2 separate regions of the Cyprinus carpio genome follow, and region 1 is linked to region 2. Evidence: chromatin contacts called from public Hi-C data. All regions are on one chromosome and are shown on one strand. Each heading gives the region's core, a stretch centred on a gene start, on an enhancer-like site or on the middle of the called end of the contact. The rest is flanking DNA. Distances are from core to core; before and after follow the strand shown. Region 1 holds the start of LOC109050146 (TBC1 domain family member 22B-like). Region 2 has its middle 44 kb from the start of LOC109071295.

Evidence for each region. A called contact is a pair of places that touch in the nucleus more often than the background predicts.
Region 1: a Hi-C map of liver shows a contact between it and region 2, with 11 times the contacts expected there. The contact joins the promoter of LOC109050146 here to the enhancer-like site in region 2. A contact is called at or near these places in 8 of 8 Hi-C or Micro-C datasets (liver, red blood cells and skeletal muscle).

What each region holds. Positions count from the first base shown.
Region 1 is chrA8:5,646,738-5,653,108 of ASM1834038v1, reverse strand. LOC109050146 (TBC1 domain family member 22B-like) reads right to left here and starts at 1,491. Exons shown (of 13, transcript XM_042761756.1): 1 at 1,189-1,491. The coding sequence starts at 1,244.
Region 2 is chrA8:5,531,262-5,538,356 of ASM1834038v1, reverse strand. It overlaps the pseudogene LOC109071307. Among protein-coding and RNA genes, the nearest start is that of LOC109071295, 44 kb to the right of the region's middle. Within about 2 kb of position 3,221, at least 2 of the 8 cell types and tissues checked have an H3K27ac peak or open chromatin away from gene starts, as enhancers often do.

The DNA of each region.
Region 1 (6,371 bases), core at 242-2,741, 120 kb before region 2:
CACATTGGACTGGAATGGCTGTTGTATTTTAAAATACGGTTTTAAAATAAAAAATTGAGATAACAGCAAATGATCTGTAACTTTAACTTTAATGATGACAACTTCCATGAATACAACTCAGGCTAATATATGTTTAAAAGACTAAAATTAAACTAGTGGACAAAAACATATAAAACACTGTATTTTAACATGGTTGGAAATCAATATTCCCCCATTAAAAAGTCATTAAAATGCCCCTGAAAATCAATTCCATCGTATTTACATTACCTCTTACAGAAAAAAAGTGAATTTCTGTGACCGCTGTGCACCAGCAGCACTTACGCAGAAAATCGTCCAAACTGACTGCATGAGAGTTCCTCTTTTGCAAAATTACACAAGGCCCGATATATAATCTGATCTACTGGAAACTGTCCAGTCATCACAAGCTTGCGTTCACACAGTCAGATGAACTGATTCTGTCTGCGACCATGAAAATCCAAACAACCCGCAATGAAGCACACTCAGCAAACTCTGTCCAGGCTAAACAAAAGGCCCAGCACGGACAAACTGAACCAACCTAGATGACAGCTTTAACAAGTTCAAATATTATTTAATTAAATACTGTTTTGAAAACATCAAAAACCAATGCTTATGTAAGCAGTTGTCTTTCCTTTACAAAAATTACCATGGTAAGCACTGATTAGTGCATAGATAGCATTGCATAGTACAGAATTATTACTGTAACATCATAACAAATTATGATCAGGTCATACAGTTTAAAAAGCTTTTTGTTGTTTGATTAAAACAGCAGCTAAAACCCAAGTTACCACAGTGTTATATCAGTAACAATAAAGCCTTTCGGTGATAACTATGATTACAATGTTATACCTAGTAAGGGTTCACAAAGAGCAACACTAGCTTCGCTTCCATATGGCCACAACTGGACACCACAACAGCGGTTTCGTATTATGCACAAATAATCTTAATTTTGATCTTTACAACATGAGCAAAAACGCAGCGAACGTCCAGTATATCCAGTATAACCAGCATGTTGTCAAGATAGACAGCTCACTATGTTTTGACACATAGCCATGGTGTCTAGTAAACAAAGCAGCTGGTCAGAGTCGATACATTAGCATAAAACGCCTTCTGAGTACAAAACAACGCACTTAAACCTACGTCAAAGAGGAAATAATTAATTAAACTCACCTTCCGGGAACCTTTGGGTTTCTCTTCCAGAAATGAATCCTGTTGTCGGTGGCCATGGCGAGAGGACGCCCAATTTCATTCACAAACAGCCATGAAAGCGAACACCACGCCGTCAACCGACATGTGCAGATATCCAACGGCGAAAACGATATTATTAGTTGTATTGCCGCATGTGTCTTACTTTGTTTCGATAAGTTATTGAGGGGTTTCTTTTCAACACAGGATGTGCCTACAGCGGTTCTGGATGGACGTCGCCATATTGGAGGTGCTTGAGGTCGCGCTGTGATTGGTTGAAATGACGAACAGGTGCATGGGAACGGACCAATGGGGGTTGCGTTTCAGTAGACGAAGACGCGTATTTTTAGTTATATATTTAGATATTTAGAAATGATGTTTTGAAAAATGCACACGCCTTATAATGTACAGAACAACACAATATAGCCTACTGTAGAACATAAAGAGGACAGCAGTGTAATACAGAAGATCCAGAAAAATAATTATTATCGCATGATTGATACATTAACAGAATGCTCTCGTATCTGCATTCCAAAAGTTCCACAAATTCCTGCTACCAAAGTTCCAGAACTTTGTATCGCCCCTCTTTTGACGTTTGTTTTAATTTCCATTATTCCAAATGATTATTCTCATTACATACTCATTAGATTGCTGCGATACAGATATGATAAATCATTTAATTTGGAAACATAGATTTTTTTTTTTTTTTTTTTTTTTTAATGGGCATAAATGAAAAACAGTACACCAAATAATGCTATGATGAATAAATGTTTCACAAATAATGCCATTGTTTATTTTTCCACATTAAATAAACGTGATTAAGTCTCTTTTTAACAATTATGAATTATAATGCATTGGTGAAAGTGTCATTACGCAGTTCCCCAATTTGAACACTAGATGGAAGTAGTCACCCATATATTTATGGCGCTCTGCTTAGCTCTGCGTGAAATTCTTAACAGTTTCCTCTACTGTACTGAAGCCTGTAATTGCTGCAATATTCATCGTTTACTGAAATTATTATCAGCCGAATTATTATTACGTTTTTTGCAGACTTATGTTTTGCGAAGACTGATTGTTTCATAACATACGTTAAAAACACAACTTTCAACATTAGGTTACTATGTTAAAAAAAACTGATAATATTAAAACGTTATCCCTTTGTTTAATCACAAAATTGGCGTATTTTTAATAATACTTTTTTTTTAGAATTACATAAAATGAGGTAGCAGATTGATACTTTTATAAAGTATTGTTATGTTGCATGTACATTGTAAAGTAAATTGTTATGAACTGATGTTACATTAATAATACTGTATTAAAAAAAGACTGAGAACTGAATGCACTATTAAGTGTTTCTGTTATTAGAATGATTATTAATAAAGATATTAAACACTAACAACAGCTGCAGATGCATGAACAAAAAAGTAAACATGCCTTAGGCAAAACAATTATGCGAACATCCTTAGTGGAAAGTTGGACATAACACTTCCTGTGAACTATAGATGGAAAATAAGAACCTGTGGCCTCAAATAGCTTTTGCTATTGTTATTCTACAAGGGCCCTTAACCTGAGAAGAGAAGAACTTCCTACAGTAACCTTCAGGGTTAATTTACAAAAAGCAGATAGGGAAGTATTATGTTTGTGTCTGTAATGGATGTGGAAATGAGCACTAAACGGTGTGAATGAGTTCACTCCACTCCTGTGTTTGTGTTTGAGACCCTCCCGCTTGAAGAACTGCCCCCTCATTAAAGCACTTCCTTTGAGTTCATTCAGAGTGGCGGACACACGCGCCACACATGAAACAAACAGATGAAAGGTCATGCTAACTGCATCCTTAGGAAGCCATGGCATCTGTGGAATGCTGCTTTATTTTCCTCCTAATTCCCCTATGTTTGGGTTTTTTTGTTGAGTGAGTGCAAATGTGTGCATGTGCTGTTGGCTCTTCAGCACTACACGCTCCCAGAGTCAGGTTATCGAGTGCATGAACCAGGCGGATTTATCTCATTGGTCAGCAGACTGAGACAGGAAGACCTGAAAGACAACATCCTGCTTCAGCAGCATGTATGTCACTCTTTTCCGAAGAGAATTTATAAGGAAATACTCCACATAAGCACTTTATAGCTCACTCAGAGGAGATTGCTGTTGCTCAGAGGTTGCTCATTCATCGACTTAACTGAGATATAAAAGATGCAAATGAGACAATTGTGGACATATAGTGAGATTATTGAGCTATAAAATGATTGCTGACAGCACACTACCCTCCAAAGGTGAATCATATAGTTTTATACAAGTTCACCTTTAGTCACAAAAAATTGAGTTATGTAATACGATAATATGTCCTGTGGTAGATGGATTTGACTCAGCTCTCCTCAGATTTAGAGAAAACTGTCTGAAAACTGATGTCAAATCAAAACAAACCTTTTTTTCTCAATTCCAGTATTGGTGTAGTTTTTGTTTTGTTTTTGATTTGTTTTTTATTTGCAAGTGAGACAGTGTTATTTTAGTGTGTATGCATGTATATATATGTATACACACACACACACACACACACACACACACACACACACACACACACACACACACACACATTTTTTTCAGTACACCATTTATTATTATTATTATTATGAAGTTGTTCTTTTTATATTTTCATTTTTCATTGGTTTTGTCATTTTCATTATTTTAGCCAAATTTTTAAGTACTTTTATTTTTAAGTAATTTATTTGTTTGTTGCCAAGGCAATATTCATTTCCATTTATGTTTTTAGTTTTTTTCATTTAATATTAGTATTTTATTTTATTTCAGCTTTATTTCAATTAGGCCTACCAAAAATAATTTTAATAGTCTGTTTTAATAAACATTTCCATTTTTATGTTAGTTTAAGTTTTAGTAAAATAATTATGCGCTTGTCAAGTTTTGGTTTTTTAAAAATATTTCTATATATAACTTTAATAAATTTTTATTTCAGTTTTAGTTTTAGTCATTTTAGTACTTCAAATTTCACTTAGTTGCCAAGGCAATATTTCTAATTTTCATTTAGGTTTTTTTTTTTTTTTTTTTTTTTTTTTTTTTTCATCTAATATTTGTTTTAATTTTATTTCAGCTTTATTTAAATTACTGAAAATTATTTTTTTATATTTTTTACATTTTATTTAATGATAGCCACATGTGAGATTACTACATTAATTTTTTTTTTTTTAAATTCCTGATGAAGGTCATGTGACTGAAACGTCATAAATAAATGTTTTGATTTTTTTTTTGCATAGATAGTGTGCGAGATTTGTTTTTTGCTTTTTAGTTTTTGACTTGGTTGGTCTTTGTCTCCAACACACATATCTATTGCCATCAGGTGTGCAGAGTTTAATTGTTAATTGATTTTATCAGAATTGTTCCTTTTGATTTTATCAGAATACTTGCAAAAGTCTTAGTTTGCTCTCCATTTTAATCTCAATACTATTCTGGAGAAATAAATGCTTTTTCTCAACTAGTGGAGCATTGTATAATTTTATTTATTTATTTTTATTTTATTTGCAATATATTAAAAAAAAATTCAATAATATTAAATATAGTGATTCCAAAAATATTAAAACCTAGCTGCATCCCTATTAAATGTATCTAGATAAATGCATCTGCCAAATGCATAAATGTTAATGTAACAACTCTCTTAAAAATATTTAATTTATGATATTAGGGCATTTGCAATCAGCATAATAAACGCAAACTAAAACATTATTGCATCTCAGTGTGTTCTTTCAACATGTCCTTGCAGTTCATTCAGAACTGAGGTACATATGTATATATATAATCCCATTGTAACAGGTCTGGAATCAATATAAAACTGTCACTGTGCTCATTCTATCAGCTTAATGAAAAAAATCTGAACTAAAACAGATTATTTTCTCCTCAATGAGAACATCTTGTTCCGCCCCAAGGCCTGCTTGACACATTGATATTGCCTTCCATAAGGAGTGTGAACACAATAGCGCCATGCCAAGGACATGTAGTCTCCTTCTGCACCACCCACAGACTGAGGAGAGAGTTAGTCACTGACTGCCTCCGCCTCAAAGGGTGTGTGTGTGTGTGTGTGTGTGTGTCAGGCGGCAAGTTATACAAGAGGCCTGATTAAGACTGGCACTGCCGGCGGATGCAAGTGGTAGGTCAGTGTGGAAGTGCAGGAAGTGGGTCATGGAAAAGAGGAAGTAGGTCACAACGGCAGAGCACTGACTGAAAGAGCAGAGGAACTGAGGAAAAACCGAAGCACACTCCACCTCCTCTTCTGAGATGTGCTATATTTAAAACAATCATATGAATGAATGAAGCAAAAAAAAAAAAAAAAACGGGGGTCATTGCATCCCATCGGAAGGAGAAACACAAATGAGTTCTCTTTAATATATTAGTTGTTTCTACTATAGGCAGCGATGAGATTAAATGCCGAACAAATGGAGACCTCGAAGCATCCTACTTTTCTGATTTTTTTCTGAGAGCAAAACCCCACAACTTGTTAGCATGGTCCAGTTTGACCGTGCTGTAACTACACCATAATGGGGGCAAATAGGATCTTCTATCACTGATGGACATTAAAAAGTAGCCTAGTAGTCTGATTAAAAAAAAAAAAAAAAAAGCAAGCAAAATATAAATAACAAATATTTCAATATACAGTACAGTATTTTAGTGTCAACAATAGTCTTGGTTTTTTTATATTTAAAATAAATAAATAAATAAATAGTTAATTTATTTATTAAATTTATGTATTTTTAATTTTAGCATTATGTCTTTATATAATTAATATTTAGTAGATAAATGTAATAAATTAATTACTATTATTATTATTATTATTTTATTGACATTTTTAAAATATAAAATGTATTTATTTCTCTTTAATTGATTTTTTTTATTTTTTATAATTCATCTTTGTGTACACACACGCATACATGTATCTGTGTGTGTGTGTGTGTGTGTGTGTAAACTGCCCTCTGGGCATTCCAGTGTAAAAATCCCATTGTACTGCTACAGAGGTAGGTCAGAAGAGTACAGTTTCCTCACACTTTACAGTCAACAGTGTTCTAATGGTGTTGACTAAAACCATTCTCAGCAGGGCGATTTATGTTGTGGTTTATAATGTAATACTCATCAGAAGTAAGTTTGGATAAGAATATTGTGCAAGTGTGTAA
Region 2 (7,095 bases), core at 1,972-4,471:
ATTATTAACTATAAACATAATGGGTTGTTACTGTACTACCTTTTGTGTAAAGCATTTTGAATTAGATTTGATTGACAGGTGCTATGTACTGTAAATAAATTTTGATTGGCTGATTGTTACAACTGTAAAACCATAATAAACAAACAAACCAAGCTTTCAAAATCTGTTATATTTTATTAATACACAGTTTTATTGTGGAAATTAACTACAGCACAACTGGTTTCTATGGTACATTTACAGGAAGGTGTTTGTTATATGCTAATCAGAGGGATAATTATACATTTTGGTATTGTAGTAGCAACACAGGCCATCAATAGTGTGGATAGAGATCACAAAGCAGATCTCTCCTCCCATCACAATGAAAAAAACTTAGTCATTATGACTAAATCAGGATGCACGACACCACCATCTGATCCGTAATTAATGAGCCCGCAAGATCAGTGCCAAAAAACAACAGAGTTTGTAGCAACAAGACACACAAGAGGGGGAAGGAAGCCATTATGGATCCAAAACACAGTGTAGTGTTTATATATATCTCTCTGGAAATAAGTGCTATAGCTGAGTGCTGTCTTCAGCAGCATCATTTCTGCTGGTCCGGCTCTCTAATGAGACCAGATTCAATAAAAGACACTTAGAGATCCACAGCCGGAAGAGACAATGCAAATAGAGTTTATTCTCAGCCTGGATGTCTGGTTTTCTTGGAAAACAGAGATGAAGCAATCGGGCTATGATGTTTATTTGATTTAGGGTCCCTCTTGCTCTCTTCACCCACTCCCAAACAGAATAAGAGAGAGATACATGTCTGTCTGGGAAGAAAAGCGGATGAAAAAAGCAGATTGAGTTTGAAAAGCAAGCACTTTATCTGCTAATACACTTATTATATATGGATGAAATATATTTACAGCACTTTTATGATTTCTCAGTCTTTCTAAAAACTCAGAAATGACTTATTTCTTAAAGGGATAGTTCACCCAAAAATGAAAATTCTGTCATTAATTACTCACCCTCATGCCGTTCCAAACCCGTAACACCTCCATTCATCTTCGGAAAACACAAATTAAGATATTTTTGATGGAATCTGAGAGCTCTCTGACCCTCCCACAGACAGCAAGGGTCCTTACACGATCAACATCCAGAAACATAGCAAGGAGATCGGTAAAATAATCCATGTAACATCAGGGATTTAACCGTAATTTTACAAAGCTACGAGAATTCTTTTTGTGCACAAAATAAAAAAAATAACGACTTTATTCAACTATTCGTCTTCACCCTACCTCCCTTTTTGAAGCGTATCCACTGAACACAAACAGCGTATGTTGTTCTGTGTCAGCCGCTCCACACAGATACGGTGTTTTTTTTAGTTCAAATCAAAGCACAAACAACATAGAATACACTGTCTGCGTTCAGTGGATATTCTCCAAAATGGCGTAAGGGTGACACGGAGACGAATTGTTGAATATAGCGTTATTTTTATTTTTTTTGCACAAAAAGTATTCTCGTAGCTTCGTAAAATTACGGTTGAACCCCTGATGTCACACAGATTATTTTACCGATCTCCTTGCTATGTTTCTGGACATCGATCGTGTAAGAACCCTTGCTGTCTGGGGGAGGGTCAGAGAGCTCTCAGATTCCATCAAAAATATCTTAATTTGTGTTCTGATAATCAATGGAGGTCTTACGGGTTTGGAACGGCATGAGGGTGAGTAATTGATGACAGAATTTTCATTTTTGGGTGAACTAACCCTTTAAAACCAAACAAATGATCTTTATATCTCAAAATTTACAGAACCAATTCCCCATTCACTCATTTCAAAAGCATGTGGAAATCCACAAGGCCTGAAATGCATTATCAAATACAGTTTTTCATCTTTTTTACAAGTCTCCATTTCATTCACCTGCTCCGCTATACAAATCACAATGCATTAGTGAGCAGCGGCTATAAGAATGAGCTGATATCCTTTGATAGCTGCCCCGTCACCCCACTCCCTCCGGTTCTCTTCCCCGCTTTTGTGTCTCTGTGAACTTGGCCTATTTGGAGGCCCACACAAAAGCATCCTAAAGGACGAGGGTCCCGCGCCACACACAGAACACAACCCTCTGCCTCAGTGTGAGACGAAAACACACCGACCAGTCTACGCTCATTCACTTGCACAAATACATCACACAATAAATGAATGCCAGTTTTTTTCTTTCTTTCTTTATTAGATTGTACAGATGCTTTGCATCAGTTGAACTCGATGCCCCCAGAAGGACAGTGGCGCCAATAAACTCCCTTAAACTGCTTTATTAAAGGTAAACTAATTTAGGAATTGGATATGCCTAAAATGATTTACAGAATTAAATTAAGGTTGTATTTTCAAGTTACATGTACTATTGTAATGGGTGTGTAGAGCTAGGCCTTTGTAGTTACAAACACAATTAAATAGGCCATAACATAGTAGATATGCTCTTTCCCAAATAATATGTAGTAGTACTAGGAGATAGCAATGCAACCAATTCTCTCTAAACTTGTCCAACAAGTCCAAGTTAAACCAGATTAATCTAGTTTGCTGGTCTTAGTTGGTCAGATAGATAGATAGATAGATAGATAGATAGATAGATAGATAGATAGATAGATAGATAGATAGATAGATAGATAGATAGATAGATAGATAGATGGCAGAGAAACTGAATGATATAACGAGAGTTATAATGCTAGAAAGATAGATAGAACTATAGAACTATAGAATGATATATAGATAGACAGACAGACAGATAGAAGGATAGATAGAATGATAGATAGAATGTCAGATAGAACATTAGATAGAACAATAGATAGAAGGACAGATAGATAGACAGACAGACAGACAGACAGACAGAAGGATAGAACGTTAGATAGAATGAACGATATAACAATAGAACGATAGATAGAATGATAGATAGAACGATAGATAGATAGAATGATAGAACGATAGATAGAACGATAGATAGAACGATAGATAGATAGATAAAGACACTGAAACATATAAAATATAAGTATGTTAAATATTGTTAGCCGTATTTGAATCAGTAGTCAGGGCACTTTTCCAAGCTTCAGATAAAACAAAACAAAGCCATGCAAAATAAAGGCTAAACTCTTGTGAAAACTTCCTACTTCATTCCTTGGCTCTGACCCCATTCATCCCACCCACAATGCCCTGCTGGAATTCCTAATGGGTGGGTGCACTCAAGGGGAGGGTTGGGGGGAGGTTAGAAGGGGGTCCCAGCAGCATTCCGCCGTAGAGATCCCAGCCAATGGATCTAGATTGGAGAGGAGGAGACAAGAAGAGGGGGGAGTTCAGATTTGGGCTGGGCTTTGCTAGCTTCTTCCCATGAACCTCATGTACATGGTACACCAAAGACAGCGCGCTCACACACACTGCGAAACACAGACCCATCAAAACCAATTACGGGTGACTGGGGCGTCCAAAGAGAGCATGGACATAGGATGAAATTGGGGTCACAGAGAGAGTTTAGGGAGGCTGTTCCTGGAACCAATAGGTTACAGAGCACCTCCTGTAGCCTTTTGTCTTCATAAATCCATGGTTGTCTTTAAGACGCCTTTCCACTAAGAACAAATGTGTCATGAAGAATCAATGCTAGACTAAAGAAAATTGAGGTAGATGGATTTAACAGCATCTTGAAACATATAATTGTTCAGTTTATGTTCTATGCTTCTATGTTCTGATCATCATAAACTGGATTTATTTTGCAATAAAAAGCAGCTAACTATACATTGCAACTTACCAAAAAAATAAATAAATAAATGGGCATGAAATATTTATTTCAGTCAACAGGAAAAAAAAAATAGTCAAAATGATGTGTGAAGAAAGTGAAAACAATAGCACAATAATTGTTCAAGCTCCGCCCATAGTAGTTAGTGTTGCTAACTTATACCAGTTTGTGCAACATTCAAAATTCATTGAGAATGACTTTCAAATTTGAACCGGGTACACAAACAGAATACAGAATTGCAATTCAATTTAAATTAAACTGAAATTCAAAGAAATTCATATGACTGTAACAGTTGATAATGTATAGAGAATGTATTTAGTTTATATACTTTGTAACAGATAAAATCTCTAAATAATAATACATACACACACACACACACACACACACACATGCATTATCATTATAGTTCAATTTCATATATTTTAATATGCATAATTATTACCATTGTAATTCACTTTCTCTGAATTACAAATCCTCTGTCAATCCAATCCAAATTCCAACTTCAGCTTCCCAATTCCAAAATCTAATTCCAACTTCCTGTGTCAAATGTCCAGGACTCATTAATTGAAAGGAAGTCAATTCTTTAATTCTGAATAACCATTACAAAACACAACAGAATGCTGCCACTGTCCAATCGGAATCAAGTATTCCAGAGAGCCACATAATGAAGTGAGATCTCATGAGGTATTAAAAGATAACACAGACCGACTGAGGTGAGATATGAAAGGAACTCTTAAAGGAAACTGACGCTTTACCACTTTTAACATCTGAAAAAGACTTGACCTTCCTCATGAACCCTAACATGGTCAAAGCCAAAGGGCTTCTTAAAGGGCAAGAGGTATTGACACATCAACCACTTCAACACCTTCACAAAGATATTCATAGATGTCTTTAACAAAAACAAAACAAAACAAAAAATGATCATCTTATTAATGAATTGCAAGATGCATTTTGTCATCATTTTGCAGCACAGGAAACAGGCCTTATTAGGTAATGTGGAAATGTTATAAACAATACTAACATGAAACAATGCATGGATTAAATACCTCACTTCCTTCTCACCAGCATCCTTTTCAGCACAGAACAAATAAAACAAAACAAAAATATTTGTAGCTGCACACTGAATAATAAATTCAAAGCGCTTTGAGATGGAGCCAGATTCACATGACCTGTACTGTGTTGGTTTGCCAAGGAGGCACAGAGTTCATTCGCTGTACGGCGCCATCTATCAATCAGCTGAGGAACACAATGGCCTGTTTCTCAGAACTTCCTCAACAGGAATAACATGCTTGGAATTACTGGCAACAAACAGCTTTTTTCCAAATTACAGAGTGTTTTGTTCATGTGATGATCACAGAATGATTATAGTACTTGTCGTTCAAAGAGTTATCCACCGGCTTATGATGACTAACTACAGCGGTCATGTGGGCTAAACATCATACTGCATCACCGATGGCTGCTTGAAGATCCATGGAGATAATGCTATAAAGCAGTGTTGCAGGCAGCAGGGGAAATAATACTAAATTGGAATCCTAAAAAAAAAACATTTAACATTGTAACATTTAACAAAAATTAAGAGATTTCATTTAACATCACTGTTAAATGTCTTAAACTTAGTGTTAGATGATGATGAAAGTTAATGTAAATAAAAAAGCACAATTAAATTTAACTGGTATATACACTACTGTTCAAAATTTCAAAAATGAATACTTTTATTCAGCAAGGATCCATTCAATTGATCAAAAGTGACAGTAAAGATGTGTAAATTGTTACATTAAAATTCTATTTTAAATAAACGCTGTTCCTTTTAACTGTTCCTATAGTTATCATTTTAACTGTTCCTATAGTTATCAAAGTGATTTTAAAGACATGTCTTCAATTTTGTACAATAAACAATTCTATTAATCATTGATTTCAAATGTAAAATCTACATCCTGAAGCAAAACCAGTTGAGAATCACTGCTCTAACATCCTTGAAGTGATTATAAAATGCTTGAATGGTGATGGATACTATTTCCAAATATAACACATTGATGCAGTTACTCTGCCCTCTTAAACGTGTGTGTGTGGGAGTGGAAGGCAGGGTTAGGTAAGGTGATGGTGGTAGTTTTGATGTATTATATGCCAGAATGCTCTGTCTGTTCCAGCACAGCGCAGGGTTTGGGTGGCAGCCAGACTCTTCTGTTACCATGAGAACCATTTACTCCAGTCTGGCATCACAAGAGCATTTCAGCCCTTTGCTACAGGATGAACCAGTCAATACAAAATAAATAAATAATCAAATAAATACAACATGCCTGACAAAAGCGGACAGCAAGGTGTATAAATAGTGAATTCCCCAAATATATTCAATGGTCCATCATCCCAGATGGCCAAAATCCCTATAAATTCCACAAAAGAAAACGCTGTCAAGTAGTTCTCGGAACAAAACACAGTCATACTCTGTTGGACAGGAAGGAGAATTCCCGGGTAATTCCACAGAATCTGTGTGTCAGCAGAGGGATATTACACTCTTTAAAAACAACAGGGGCCACGGGCAATGATGTACAGCAGAGTGAGGGAGGGTGGACATAAACATTACTAGAAAAATATGAAATATTCGGGAAAGGTCACCGACATTGAACGGAAAGTCCATGCACTCATGAGGCTTGAAATTTGATGAGTAATAATTTGACTAAGGAAATTGTTAGAGCCAGGATTGTTGTATAAATATAAGGGCCAAGTTTCTTATTATTAGTATCACAAGATGTGTTTTAGCTGTCATATAGCGCTCCCTGCTGGCAATACCTGCTTCAGTTCAAATGCATCATTCCCACAGGAAAGCTAAAGAGCTTAATCACTGAATTTAACTGAAAATAAATAAATAAATAAATCTTCTTAAGTAGTTTTGTCTTGCAATATCCTAACATCCTTTAAACAAGACACAGTATATTTACATTAGTCTTGATTTCAGATAAATCCAACATAGAGAACACAAGTTTATTTTCTTAATTTTCTTGTTTTAAGCATTAATTTCAATATATTTTAAGTTTTTTTCTAAAAAATGTAATGATTAAATCATGTTACCATCATAAAAAGCATCATTAATTGTTAAATTAATAAATTAATTATGTAATAAAATGCTGATATAATAAATTTGATGGTTTTTTTTGGCAGCTAACATTTTTATTAACAAACAATAAATACTGTAAAAGGGATATTTCACCCATTAAAATAAATAAATAAATAAAAATAGCATAATTTACTCACCCTCTCGTTCTTCCAAATGCATGTGCCATTATGTTCTTTGTTGAAAGAAGATATTTTTGCAGGATCTGCTGAGCATAAAAACACTTTAAATGT